Regions from separate parts of the Rattus norvegicus genome. Here region 1 is linked to region 2. The links are chromatin contacts, called in public Hi-C maps. All regions are on one chromosome and are shown on one strand. The core of a region is the stretch at or near the end of the contact, and the rest is flanking DNA. Distances in the headings are between cores, read along the strand shown. Region 1 overlaps Ampd2 (adenosine monophosphate deaminase 2). Region 2 holds the start of Gstm1 (glutathione S-transferase mu 1).

The links. A called contact is a pair of places that touch in the nucleus more often than the background predicts.
Region 1: a contact with region 2 is called in a Hi-C map of liver, with 2.4 times the contacts expected there. The contact joins the enhancer-like site here to the promoter of Gstm1 in region 2. A contact is called at or near these places in 6 of 12 Hi-C or Micro-C datasets (frontal cortex, hepatocytes, kidney and 2 more) and 1 of 1 datasets of contacts at active chromatin or transcription factors (oligodendrocytes).

Annotation. Positions count from the first base shown.
Region 1 is chr2:198,390,630-198,396,900 of GRCr8, forward strand. It overlaps Ampd2 (adenosine monophosphate deaminase 2), which reads right to left. Exons shown (of 18, transcript NM_001101681.2): 18 at 5,138-6,184. The coding sequence ends at 5,978. Among named protein-coding and RNA genes, the nearest start is that of Ampd2, 13 kb to the right of the region's middle. Within about 2 kb of position 1,737, at least 4 of the 93 cell types and tissues checked have an H3K27ac peak or open chromatin away from gene starts, as enhancers often do. A contact at or near this core is called in liver, where this site is marked.
Region 2 is chr2:198,340,829-198,348,153 of GRCr8, forward strand. Gstm1 (glutathione S-transferase mu 1) reads right to left here and starts at 2,555. Exons shown (of 8, transcript NM_017014.2): 1 at 2,483-2,555; 2 at 2,113-2,188; 3 at 1,663-1,727; 4 at 1,335-1,416; 5 at 1,145-1,245. The coding sequence starts at 2,518.

The sequences.
Region 1 (6,271 bases), core at 487-2,986, 49 kb after region 2:
TGCCCCTGCCCCTGCCCCTGCCCCTGCCCCTGCCCCTGCCCCTGCCCCTGCCCCTGCCCCTGCCCCTGCCCCTGCCCCTGCTCCTGCCCCTGCCCCTGCCCCTGCCCCTGCCCTTGTCTCCCAAGTGCTGAGACTAAAGGCGTGCACTGCCACCACCACACCGCTTAACTACAGATCTTAACTGCCTCTCTAAACACTCTTCTCCACTCCCAGCTACCAGCCTCATCCAGATCACTCATACCAGGATGAGGCAGGACATCGTCCCTTCTCAGAGACAACTTCTGCCCTCAAGCAGATACAGACCTTTAAGGCCATAGGAGGGTGGCTCTGCACGTCCCAGTGGAGCCAGCTCACCCCCAACCTCACTGACCCTGGCGTTTCTCTCTTGGGGGCAGGAGGAGAACGCCTGAAATCTCAGTTCTTAGGAGGCAGAATGACTGCTGCTAATTCAAAGCCAGACAGGAAAAACAAAACAAAAAAACAAAACAAACAGGGGTTGGGGATTTAGCTCAGTGGTAGAGCGCTTGCCTAGCAAGCACACGGCCCTGGGTTCGGTCCTCAGCTCCGGAAAAAACAAAAACAAAACAAAATCGAAGCCAGCCAGGGCTACATGGTGAGGTCAAGCCTGGGATAGAGAGAGTGGGGCTACGATGCTGCCTGACGTGCAAAGCAGCCCAAGCACATTACACACTCACACGGAAAGAACTTTGACAGGGTGCAGGGTGCTAGAAACAGCCTAGTCCCCTCGTTTCCTTTCATAGGGCCCCAGGCTGGGGTAGGCTGGGCTTTACTCTCCTACCTGAAGTTTCAGGGCTCACTCTGCCAGCTAACAGGCTCACAAGCAGGCCAGTTTTTCAGGAGCGAAGTGGAGACGGCCATCTATCTAACCACTCATGTGGCTGCTTTGCCGACAGGAGAGACAGCAGAGGCAGACAGGGAGAAGCACTGACCTGAAGGCCGGACCAATCTTCTCTGGAAGAAGGCGGGAGGCAGGGCTCTCCTGAGCCCTGTGCAGACCCTGCATCTGATTCTGAGGACCCTCCCCTCCAAGAGTAACCAACATTCAAATGCACCCATATCTTCATTTGACGTAACTTGTCTTTGGTTTAAACTAAAGGGGCCCCCTTCAACTCGCTTTTGAAGTTGCTTTTGAAGTTACCAGACTATGAGTAACTCATTTAGTTTAGAACTGGCTATGACTACAGTCATGCTGCGGATTCTGGAGTGTTTGCCAAATCCAGTTTACAAACTGTTTCCAAATATAATGACATTTGTAGGGATACTAAAATTAACAAATATTGAAGTTGACATGCTATTTTCTGAAGGCATTTCTTTAAACATTTGTTAGTTTCGATTTCTCTTCTTTTTCTTATTTTATAGCCTCCAAAGTTCTAGCTCCCCAGCCTTCCTTGAGCCTTTGAAAGTCCACTCTGCGGGGTTTACATCCAAAACCGGCGACCCTGGGTCACCCCCAACTCCAGATGCTCATGAGCCCCTGCAGCTTCTGTCTGGAGAGACCACCTACCCCAAGTCATCAACCAGGCAAGGTCAAGTTGAGCGACTTTGCTCCCATATGGAAGACAAAGTGAATTATTGAACATTAGACTAAACATGAGTTAATGTTTAAATGTTCTATTGGACTTTCCTTGAATAAATTCACCCAGGAGGCAATAGTGTGACAGCATTTGGATGAGCGCAAGAAACGTCCCCACCTGCACCTCTCCAGCTCCCCAGGAGGGGGCGCCCTCAGAGCAGCCCAGGTTGCTGTCTACTTGGCTACTTGCAGTGCCTAGGTGTGTAGACGTCACCCTGTGCCAGTCCAAGGGCCACAAGGGGTTAAAGTTCTTCTACTGTTTTCATGCCGGGGCATTTTAAAGCATTGGTTTTAAAAGTCCACCACCAATCTCAACCCAGCAAGTGAGAGGGAGGTTCCTGCCCCAGCCAGGACTACACAGTGAATTCAAGGTCAGCCTTTGGAGGGTGGTAAGGTGCTACCTTCCTCAGGAGGGGTCCACACTCAGCCCCCACACAGGTCACATGGAGGGGCTGGCAGGGAGCCTGTATTAGAGGTCCGACCAGGCAGAGGGCAAGCAAGCCAGGAAAGGGCTTTGCCTCATCCTATCAAGTGAAATAGACATCTCAAACTGGGCAATTAATTCTCTCTTATGGGCATGCAGGTTAGCATGAGACTCTCAAGCCTTGTGCAAACCAAAGCTAAAGCTTACTAGAATCTTACTTAATGCTTTAAATCCAGTTCAACACGAGGAAAGCATTATGGGTAAGGACCTGGAGGCACAAAGAAGGAAGCATCTTGCCTGAGGTCGCACAGATCAGGAGTAGAGCTGAGGCCAGGGGTCATGGCTCCACAGTGCGCAGCCAGTCACACTCCAGGCCTACTTACTACTCCTTCTACATCTTGAGCATGTGCGCATATGCACGTGCCACGGAGCATGTTCCTGGAGGGGTTTTCCAGAATCAACTTTCACTTTCCACGATGTAAAACCCAAGCACTGAGCCAGGGCGCTAGGCTTGGCATCAATGACCTCTACCAGCTACCATCGACCATCTACCTCTACCATCTCACAAGCCCAGGCCTGGTTATTCTCAACAGAGAAAAGCTACGGTGGTAAACCGTCATGGGGCAGGACACAGCAATAAAATTTACATCTATAGATGGCAGTAACAGAACGTGAAAGATGGGTTAATAATTTTAAAGGTAAATTTAACAAGAACATAGTCTCGATTCAAACTCCCTTGAACTTATCATGTGGCGGCATGATCTCCACACAGAGAAGGCTTTGTGGAAGACCAGCCTGAGCTGCACAGGAGGCCGGGTCTCAAAAACAAACAAAATGCTACTTGCAAACAAGAAGTGGGGATGGCAAGGTAACTCAGTAAGTGATGGGTGCCAAGCCTTCCCACCTGACCCTTCACCAGGACCCATGTGGTAGGAGGACCAAGTGACCTCCACATATGCTCCATGACGAGTTCATGCAGATGCACACATGTATGCACATGCGCGAGCACACAATATGTAATAAAAAGGCTTTTTGAAGAAAAAAAGAACTAGAAGGAAAATGTCAATATGTAAAATATATTCGTGCATACATATAGCTCAGGTATGTGGTCATACTTGGTACAACTGGTAGTGGGAATGGGCTTTTTGCTTCCTATTTTCCTATATCGTCAAAGAACCCCCTTTAAGAAATCTTTTCTACAGAAGCATTTTATTTATACGTGTGTCTTTGTTTTGTATTCCCAGAAAAAGATTCCCGGTATCTCCCTCCTGTGTTTTCATCTCAGTCCGTGCTGTCTTCTAAAGATGTCAGTACGATGGAGCCAAGCCAGCGGGCGGGAGTGGATCATTCTGCCTGTTTCTCTAGATCTCTGAGCTGCACATCAGTCAGATCTGGGGCTGACCATGCCATACCTGGTTAGCCTGGTGGTGACGTTCATTTCCAGCTGTTGTGGTCATCAGTGATGACCACCACGTCCATGTTTCCTACTGGCAGTTAGGAGCCAGGGATGTGTCTCTTCAGCCTTGTTTATACTGGAGAACGTCAGCCAGTAAGTTCATGTGACCCATTATCAAAGCAGAGTCCCTTATCGTTTAAAGGTTGCTGATTCCTAGGCTGTGTGTACCGCTCACTAACCTAGTGTATATAGTCCTGTGTTCAGTCCCTAGCACCACAAAATCAAGCTTTAAAAAGGATGTTTTTCAAAAGATCCACTCTTGATGAATGTTTAAGAGAAATGTCTGAAAAATGAAAAACCAAAGTCCAGGTCGTGTGAAACGAGAGGTTGCTAAGAAACCTTGTTAGTTAGCGAGCGACGCACTGAGGGCTGGGCCTCAGCACAAGCTAAGAAGAGTTGGACAGGAAAATGAAGGAAAGGATTTGACCTTTTGACAAACTCAGAGAAGAATATGGAGTCCTCAGTGCTGGTGTGGACAGGGAATGGTGGCCTTCAAGGAACAGTGTAGAAGGATCTCTTAATCCAGGTTGCTTGACTTCCAAAAGTCAGTGCCATCACCCTTGAAAAACTTTAATGTGGGGGCAGGGCAGAGAAGGCCCAGTGAGGCCTGGAGAACCTCAGACATGGCTGCTTGTCTCTATTCTGTTGCTGGCCATTTTGTCCCCTCAGCTCATTTCCCTAGGCAGAAATCAGTTTTGTTTGTACAGCCTTCTGCTCGTGCCCTAACTGCAGCTTCAGTTTAGATACATAAACAGAGAAAATGAATTGGCTAGGAGCCCGTGGGAGGCAGAGCTCTGCCTTGGGTCTCTGGGACACCTGCTACAGTCTGAGGCCTTCCTACCTGCTGCTCAGAGTCAGGGGGGCTGGGGGTGGGGCATGATGCTGACCTCCACGGGCTCCCAACCAGGTCCTCTTATCACACAGGCTTGCAATTCTGAGGCAAGCAGCCCCTAATCCCTCTCCACCCAGCAGCAGCTGTTGCAAGCATCTGTTGCCTATGTAGTAAGTACCCTGTGCTACCGAGTCCATTTTGCTCCCCTCCATTACACGGGCAGCAGGTTCTAGCCACCTTAACGGCAAAAAGGTGCTCTGCACATTGTATCACAGACTCGGTGGAGGTGCACTGTGAGCAATGGACTCCAGTACACGCAGCTCCAGACCCACGCACTACAACCTGACAGGTAGGTGTATCTGTCACCACACCCACTACCTGTGTCAGAACCCCTGAGGGAGGGACCTGGGAAGAGCATCTTAAACAGGCCCCCTAAATGCCTCAGCCAGCCATGTAGGGACTTATGTCCCCATCTACCTCGATGTCCTAAGAGGCTACACAGGAGGCACGAGGTGGGAAGGGTGTCATCCTTCCAGAATATACACTGTGGACCTGGAGCCTCAAGACCCCTTCAGAAGGGGCAAACTGGGTGAGGCTCAATGGGATCTCTTCTCCTATAGACACCTCAGTGTGTACACAATCCACTTCATCCATGCCACGCACCTCAGAATGTGCTGTACCTCACAGGCTGGCAGCATACATTGTAATCCGGGCGCTCAAAAGCGTCGGCAGGACTGACGGCCTGTTATACAGCGGCCCATGTGATACTCCACCAGAGTGTCTTACCACTCTGCCACCCTTCCTCTCCCTCCACCAACAGAGACCTTCACGTGCCGCATTAATTAAATAATCTTTTTATTTCTCATGCACTAGGAAAAATGGGTCATATGAAACACTGTTCTTCATAGCAAAGACCTTGTCTAGAACATAACACAGGAGGCGAGCTGGGAACTGGGTCTGGTCAAAGACCTGGAAACCCCAAAGAAGGTGCCATCTCCAGGGCTAGTGACAGTCCCAGCACCTTCCAACTCCAGCAGCCTCCAACTGTAGACGGTTCAGGGCAGCTGCCCCTCACATGGGGGTACAAGGGAGTTGGTAACAAAGGAACACGTGGACTGGGGAGGAACCGGAGGCTGATGAGTGGTGGTCCAGCCCCTCAGGCCAAGCCTCCAGGGCCATGAGCGAGCCCAAGTCCTGCTCTGCCCAGCACAGACCAGCTGGGGCTTCAGAGGCTGAGCAGCCAGTGCCACAGCAGAGATATAATGATCTCCTGCCCCAGGCCACACACACAGGAGAGAAACTCAACCTGAACTCTAACCAAAGCCTGGGCTTCCAGGGCTCAAGGGGCCAGCCCCACACAACCATCCCAAGCCCCTGTGGACACTGAAGACACCGTAGGACAGCCAGACTTCTGACGATTCTGGGACGGGTCACTAGCAGGGCCAACTTTTAAAATCTCAGCCATCAGGTATCACCTGAGCTGAGACAATAACGAAGCAGATTCTTGGACTTGGCTTTCATTGAGGTGGCCCAGAGGCAAGACATGGTCAAAGACATGCAGGACAGAGACATAGCACGGAGACATGCAGAGACCACACCAGGTGGGAGGGGTCTGATCACAGACACAATCAAGTCGCTGAGATGGGGCACGCACTGCTCAGGCCAGGTTCCCTACGGCCCAGGGCTCATGACAATGCCCACTTCCTCTGGGATGGTCTCCAGCATCTCACTTTGGACGGCCTGTGTGATCAGCGCCAGCTCCTGGCACAGGGTCTCGTAGCGGTAGCCTACTCGGATGTCCGGCACATTGGTGCGGCGGATGTCGTTACCCTCAGGGCCCTCCTTGGTATAGTTGGGTCCCAGCCAGTGGCTCTTCACCTGCAGGGGTGTAGGTATCAGGGAGAGACGCAGTAGATCATGATCACAGGACCCAAAGTGCAAAGGGAGAAAGGTGATGCCCAGCCC
Region 2 (7,325 bases), core at 1,305-3,804:
TTTAGACTCAGGCTCCCCAGGACAGGGCTTTGCAATGGAATGGCCAGGCCTGTGTCCAGGATTCCATTTAACACATCACTATTTTACTGGTGACAGGATTCGTGTGAGAAGTGATGAAAGAAATTTTACGCTGTCCCTGAAATCTGTCACCACTGAAGTCCAAACCAGGCGCTGAGTCACACCCAGGACCTCCTGAGTATCTTGCATGCGTTGGCTTCAGAGATCCAATGGAAACACAGAAACAAAGGGCACAGAGACCCTGGGAGAAGACAGTTATACTGGATCCAGATTGGATCAGATATTTGCAATGAGAAGAGATCAGCTATTTGAGGGGTATGATCAGCTGTTTTAAGGGTGTGCATCAGTTGATTAATATTGAAAGGAAAAGGGGTTTTGATCAGTGATTGATTTGATCAGGGGTCAAAGTTCCTCTGGCTGACCCTGAGCTGCCTACCAGAAAGATGTCCTGGTTTTCTATTGATACCCAAGACAGACCTATGGGGAAAGAGCTGGATAGATGTGTAAGACCAGTGTGTAAACAGAACTTATTTTCATCATTTAGGGAATATACTAGTGCCTGTTGGTGCATGGGGGTCCAAGGTTGGTGCCAGATGTCTTTCTCAATCACTGCCCACCTTATTTTTGAGACAGGGCCTCTCACTAAATCTAGAGCTCAAAGACCAACTGGCCTCATTGGTCAGCAAAACCCAAGAAACCCTCCTGTTCCTCCCCCCGGAACACTATGTTTATAAGAGCAGGCTGCCACACCAGGGTGTTTTTATAGGGTGCTAAGGATTCATACTGAAGCCTTCATGCTATGTAGCAAGCACTTTAAACGATGAAACAATTCCATCCACATCCTCTCATTTCATTCTGGAGGCTTTTGGCATAAACAACACTTTGGAATAGGTAAAGGACGACTTAGCAGAGATTTACAACTGTACTGAATAACCTAAGACTAGTAGGGATGGTTTCACAGTGTTGATGTGATAGGTCGCCCGGGTGATGAGGATCGTTCTGCTAGAAGATTGGAAATCTCGGAGAATGAGTAACACAGCTCATTACTGAAGGAGGGTGCTACGATCTGAATGCAGACTTGAACTCCTGCTGCGAACCCTGCCTCCTCCACCCACTGGCCACTCACAAAGTCGGGGTTGTAACAAAGCATGATGAGCTGCATGCGGTTGTCCATGACCTGGTTCTCCACAATGTCTGCACGAATCCGCTCCTCCTCTGTCTCTCCACCTGTAGCACACGCAGCACCCTCAGATCCCAACCCAGCCAAGCCAAGGAGACTCTCCACCACTCCCCGCCCTGCAGCCAGCCCCACTCACACAGGTGGTGCTTGCGGGCAAGGTAGCGCATTATGGCATTGCTCTGGGTAATCTTGCGCGATCCATCAATTAAGTAGGGCAGCTGGATAGACAAGCAGGGATGGTCAGATGGGTTATGGGCTGCCCTTCCCTGGGTGAGGACAGACGTGGCCTTGACACTCAGTGTGCACTAAGTGGGAGAGCTAGGACACAGCCCATCACAGAAACACTGTGCAGCCAGCAGGGATGGAGCAGGAAAGCAGAAACACTGATGCCAACCCCTCAGCCAGGCCAGGAGATGAGGTGAGAGCACCAGGCCTTCCCCAAACCTCCCCTTCCCTGCACCTACATTGGGGAAGTCCAGGCCCAGTTTGAACTTCTCATTCAGCCACTGGCTTCTGTCATAGTCGGGAGCTGTGGTGGACAAGAGGATGTGAAAAGAAATCACCCCACTGTCCCATTCGACCAGTAGCAAGAACCTAAGTCAGGGGATCTGCAACCTATTACAGCGAGTCACTTTCCAAGGTGGGGAGGGGTCTGAATAACAACTGGTGATAAAGGGGGGTGGACCCAATAAGACCCCAATAACGAATTCCGTCTAATTATAAATACAAATGGACGAGGAATTCCCTTCTCAGTGTTCTATACAGAAAATTCAAACTGCACCCTCAAAGAAGTTTCTGGAAGCAGCAACCGCTAGCTTCAGCTAGAGGGAGACCAGCAGGGTTAAATAACAGGAAGTCTAGGCAGGTTGATAGGCAAGAGGGAAGCAGATGTCTGCCCAAGAAGGTATCATTACCGTCGCCCATGGCGTATCTCTTCTCCTCATAGCTTGAGTCTGTGTATTCCAGGAGCAGGCGGATCGGGTGTGTCAGCTGGGAGAGAGGACCAAGGACAGAGGTTAGAAATTGTGGAGACTTTATTGTGTGACTTCATCTTCACCCGTTGAGACCTTCCACACTCCACAAACGCAGCCACCCCGCACGTGCATGTGCATACCACACACATACGCACACACATAGTCATCCAGGGGTGTTCCTGAACGCTGAGAGCTACAGGCAGAAGATCTAGTAAGGCCCGAGGAGTGCCCGTTATTTGAAGGGCCCCTGTTGTTAAGAATTTTCTGCTTCACATCCCAGTCCCACACTCCAAGCGGACCCCTTTCTCACCCCGCGGACGTTCCAGTATCCCAGTATCATAGGCATGGTTCTGGCGCTGTGGTCTTCTCAATTTGGCTTCAGCAGAATTGACCTGTGTGTTGCGACTTTATACAGATTACCAGAGAAACGTGGGCCGGACAAAATAATGAGGTCCCTCCCAGCCCTGCACCAATCCCAATTAGTCATTCCCCTTCCGGGTCTGTAACCAGAGCTACAGACCCTAGAGCAGAAAGTAGAGGGCCACACCCTCTCCGGGAGAGGCGGGGTTAAGATCCTTAGCAGCCTCTGCCCCAGGATTCTGTTCTACACACCCTGAAAGCAGAATTTGCTCGCCTGCTCCCCAAAACACTCTTAGCGACCGCCGCCATCGCCGCCTGCTGGATGCTCCCGAGACTAGCTAGCACTTTCCCTGGAGACTGGCCAGACAGCGAAAGAACACGGGTGGGTGTTCTCCCGCCTTCCTTTCCTTTGCAGAGCTCAGTTTTCACATCCAGACTGTGGGAATCTGTCAGCGGGGGGTGGGGAGGCTCTCGACTCTCAGCTTAAAGACAAAAAGGCCAGCCCCCGATCTGAGAGTTCAATGTAGCACCTATCCTCAGAGAAAGGACTGTCCCAGTCTGACAGCTACAAGATTTTTGTGCACACAGCTTCAAGCTACAGGAACAGTTGGCGACATGGAAACAGCCTCGGGGCAGAGACAAACAAGTCTCCATATTTTCCTTGAGATTTGGGAACTCAGTCCTTCTGTTATCAGTTATTAAAACCTAATCAGTACTTTGGCCATGTTTATGAATCTAAACTCAAGAACCAACCAGAGAGGGACTGGCAGTCTGAGGGAAGCCACAGCTGCGGACAACAGTCAGCTGACAGAACCCAGTAGAGTGCAAGGGAGCCAAGAGGCTCGTTTTCAAAGGACAACAGGATGCTGTACACATGGGAGCCTGTAACACTCTGCACAGGACACAAGGAGCCCAAAGCTAGACCTGCAGCTGTCCACATCCCTAGATGCTGGACCTGGCCCAGGCTCCTGACATGTGTTTGTATATGACAGGGTGGCTCAAATTCAGGTTATCCTGGGATATATGTCCTGTGGTATAACCTTCACAAGGACAATCCCCTACCAAGAACACTGTCCTGCCTGCCTACTTTCTTCCTTGAAGGCAAGAGACTCTTCCATAACCAAGAAGCTTGTGGTTAATTGGCCTGAGGATGACATCACCTTGTTTACAGAAACTTATCAGATGAAAAACAAATGACTGACGAGGAGACTAAAAACAGTTTACAGGTCAAAGGGCAATGCTGCTGCTCTGCAGAGAGTACATTTTGGGATTAAGTCATCTTTTATTAAGACTATGGGGTATGAAGCCAGTGTGTCACCTCACACACAGAGGAGGTGTGCAGTGTGGGTGCAGGGACAAGCAGAGGCCATCTCATCCTAGGACATTAGAGAAGCCACACGCTCTGCAGGTCCCTGTGAGGATGCATGCAAACAGACCATGTCACTGGGGCTTTAGCAGCAGTTTTCTGGGAACTACAGGGAGATAATTTGCAAGTATGAATGAGGCGCATCAGCACATTTTCATGCACTATGGGAACTAGAGAAGGGGAGTGGAAGGAAAGACAAGGAATCCATACTCTCCAGAACAAAGGGCTCAGAGGGCCTGGAAGGGAGCCAGAGCCCTGGAACCCTTCAGAGGACAGAGTCGCTCTGCAGACAGGGATAAGGGCTAGGACAGCAAGTGCTCAACGCAGGGTCCCCAGACTCCAAGAGCATCACCCCTTTGAATGAGAGAGGTCTCTAAAAGGCAACAGGGAGCAGTGGGGATTGGGGACATGGAGAGACCTGAAGCTAGGAGTCACAGCCGGTGCTGTCCTGGAGAATTCAATCCCAGTGTTGATCACTGATCATCTGGATGTCTCTGTGCACTGTCACAAGTTCACAGTGCAGCCAGCCCCAGTGTCTTAAAGGGACACTGTGCAGGAATAATCTAAACGTATTGAAGGAAAATGTCACCTATAGGGTGACATCTGAGATGGATTCCATAATTCCTTCCAGGCTAATGGGTGACATTCAACATGGTCTATGCAAAAACACAGAGTTCTATAAATAATGGATTCGAAAATTTTAAAGCCCTATAAGAAAAGTAAGTGCTAACAAACAAAGCATTCTCTGCCCCATTGAGGCTCTCTGAAAGTTTCTCACATGCTGACTGTTGATCAGTGGTTTCCAACCTTCCTAATGCTGTGGCCCTCGTGTTGTGTTGTGCTGAACCCCCCCCCCACCATAAAATTATTTCATTGCTACTTCATAACTATAATTGAGCTACTGTTGTGAATGGTAATACAATTATCTGATATGCAGGATCTGTGCTATTTAACCCCAAAGGGGTCGCACCTCAAAGTTAAACCTAGGAAATAGGTAGAAGTGGTAATAGTAGAAGGTAGGTAATATTTTCTCATTTCTGTAAGAAATAATGAAATGGATATGACCATGTCCTAAGACGTGGCCAGCTCACAACTGAGACAAAGAAATAAGAAAGAAAGGGAGGGAGGAAATGGGATAAAGGGGAAGGAGAAGGAAGAAGAGGACAGATGGAGTTAAAAGAGAAAGAGACAAAACTCTAATTGTATTAAGGTTTCAACGTGGCAGTGAAGCAGCCAAGTTCATTGTAAAATAAAATCACAGAAAACAAAAAACTACACAAAGAAGAAAAATACTGAAAATGCGAGAACCCAGTAAGCGCATACCGTAAAAACACTAGCAGAATTGACAGAGCATGACTCCAACAATGACAAACCAGAAGGAAATCACAGGGGCCGGAGAAATGGCTGAGTGGTGAAGCCTGCCTCGCGTGCAGAAGCCTTGGAGTCAACCCCAAGAACTCCACAAACCAAACATGGTGGCGCTCACCCGCAAACTCAGCTCTCGGGAGGCTGGGGCTGGACAGAAGGAAGATCGAGGTCATCTTCAGCATCTACACAGTAACTTTGATGGAAGGGACGGAAAACCTTATCTCAACACGGGAAGATTCCAAGTTAGTGAATATCAGGAGGCAGAATAAAACTATTATAAATCTGAACAGACGATTTCAAAGTTGAGGATACATTTTTCCACAGATGCATATTAATGCTTTGTCGACTGCATCTAATAAATACCACAAAATATGGATAAAAATTAAGACATGAATGAGGTGAAAATGAGTACTAGTGACGTTTTTCCAGGCACTGGTTTCCAGAAACTGGCTGTATAAAATTACAAAACCTGCCTAAAACTTACATGTTGCACCAGTTGTCAGGATTACACATGGATCAGGCATGAATGGTCACCTGGGAGGCAGCACAGAGAGGACTGCTGTAACTTACTGTCTATTCTGAGCCTAAGTCCCCACCTATGCATAGCAGAGAAAGTATACTGTTACTTCGTAAGAAATCGTTCATCCAGAGCTGGATAGAGTCACCCGTGAGGAAGGTGGAGTCGGAAGGACGGAGAGGGTATCTAGACCCTCTACAGGGTGCTTTGAACACAGTAGATATCAGTGCAGACATGGACACCCACTCAAGAATCCTTCAAAATCTGTCCGACCATGCTCCTGGTCAGGAGGGAACCTGAGGTGCAGAAGGCTTAAGCAACTTCTTTCTCTTTACACAGCTAGTCAGTGGGACAGAGCCCCAGTCAGACGGGCTCTGTGGATGCCATTTGGTGAGGTCCCTGGGCTCCTGTCTCCCATCCTCCTGCAGAGGACCCCATCCCTCTCTCTTCACATGCATAGCCATGTTCCTGGTTCACAGCTAAGCTCTTTCTAGCCCGTGTCTGCACACAAGTTGAACCTCCAACAGGACAAAGGGGTGTGACAGATCCCTGCAGAATAGAAGCGATCTTCTCCTGTGACCAGCAGGTCCAGGAAGAAAGACTCATTAGGGCTGCCCTCAAGTCCAAGAGCAGAAAGTCCACGCTGCCCACTTGGGGAGCCTGAGGTTAGCCTCTCTGAGCCAAAACCGACCTGCTCCCCAGTGGATTGGTCTGAATAACAGCTTCGTCTATTCCAGGCCATTCATGTCAGGACAGCGAGTGGCAAATAGTTTCTTAAGAGTTCAAAGTCGGCCAGGGCTCCCTGTACCCAGCAAGGCAGATGCAGCCAGCCTCAAGCACAGACCTCTCCCTTTGTTCTTCCATCCTTCCTCTCTCCCCACAGCCATGGCAGCTCTGCACAATGAGAACTAGCTGAGAAAGTGTGCAACTTGATGGATGTGGTTCAGAAGAACAGGCTCCAGGCTGAAATACCATTCACCTACCATTTCCAATTCCAAAGTCAATAACAAAGTAGGTTGTGTGGTTATTGAAAATAAGTTAGTGGTCCATGGTTATCCGAGAGACAAGGACCAGACTGGGCTCCCCGGCACCCAGTAGGTACCATGTGCACCTCAGAGTCTGGGGTCTTCCTCTCCCTCCCTCTCCCTTCTTCTCCCTCCCCACACTGTCTCTGTCTCTCTGTCTCTCTGTCTCTCTGTCTCTCTGTCTCTCTGTCTCTCTGTCTCTCTCTCTCTCTCTGTGTCTGTCTGTCTGTCTCTCTCTCTCTGTCTCTCTCTGACACCAGAGGACAGTGGTGTGAAAATGAGAATCTGCCTCATTTCACAGAGAAGCGTGAGCTACAAGAAAATGCACGACAGTCAGGTGTTGCTTAAAGTAAGACAGGAAATCAGTCCAAATGAGGAAATACTTATTCTGCCTTATGGTCTCAGAGCCTTCAGTCCATGATCTCTTGGCTCCATGATGGGGAAGAGTGGGAGTGGGTGCTGGAGAAAAGCTGCTCACCACATGGTGTGATGAAACCAAGAAGTAAAAGGGAAATAT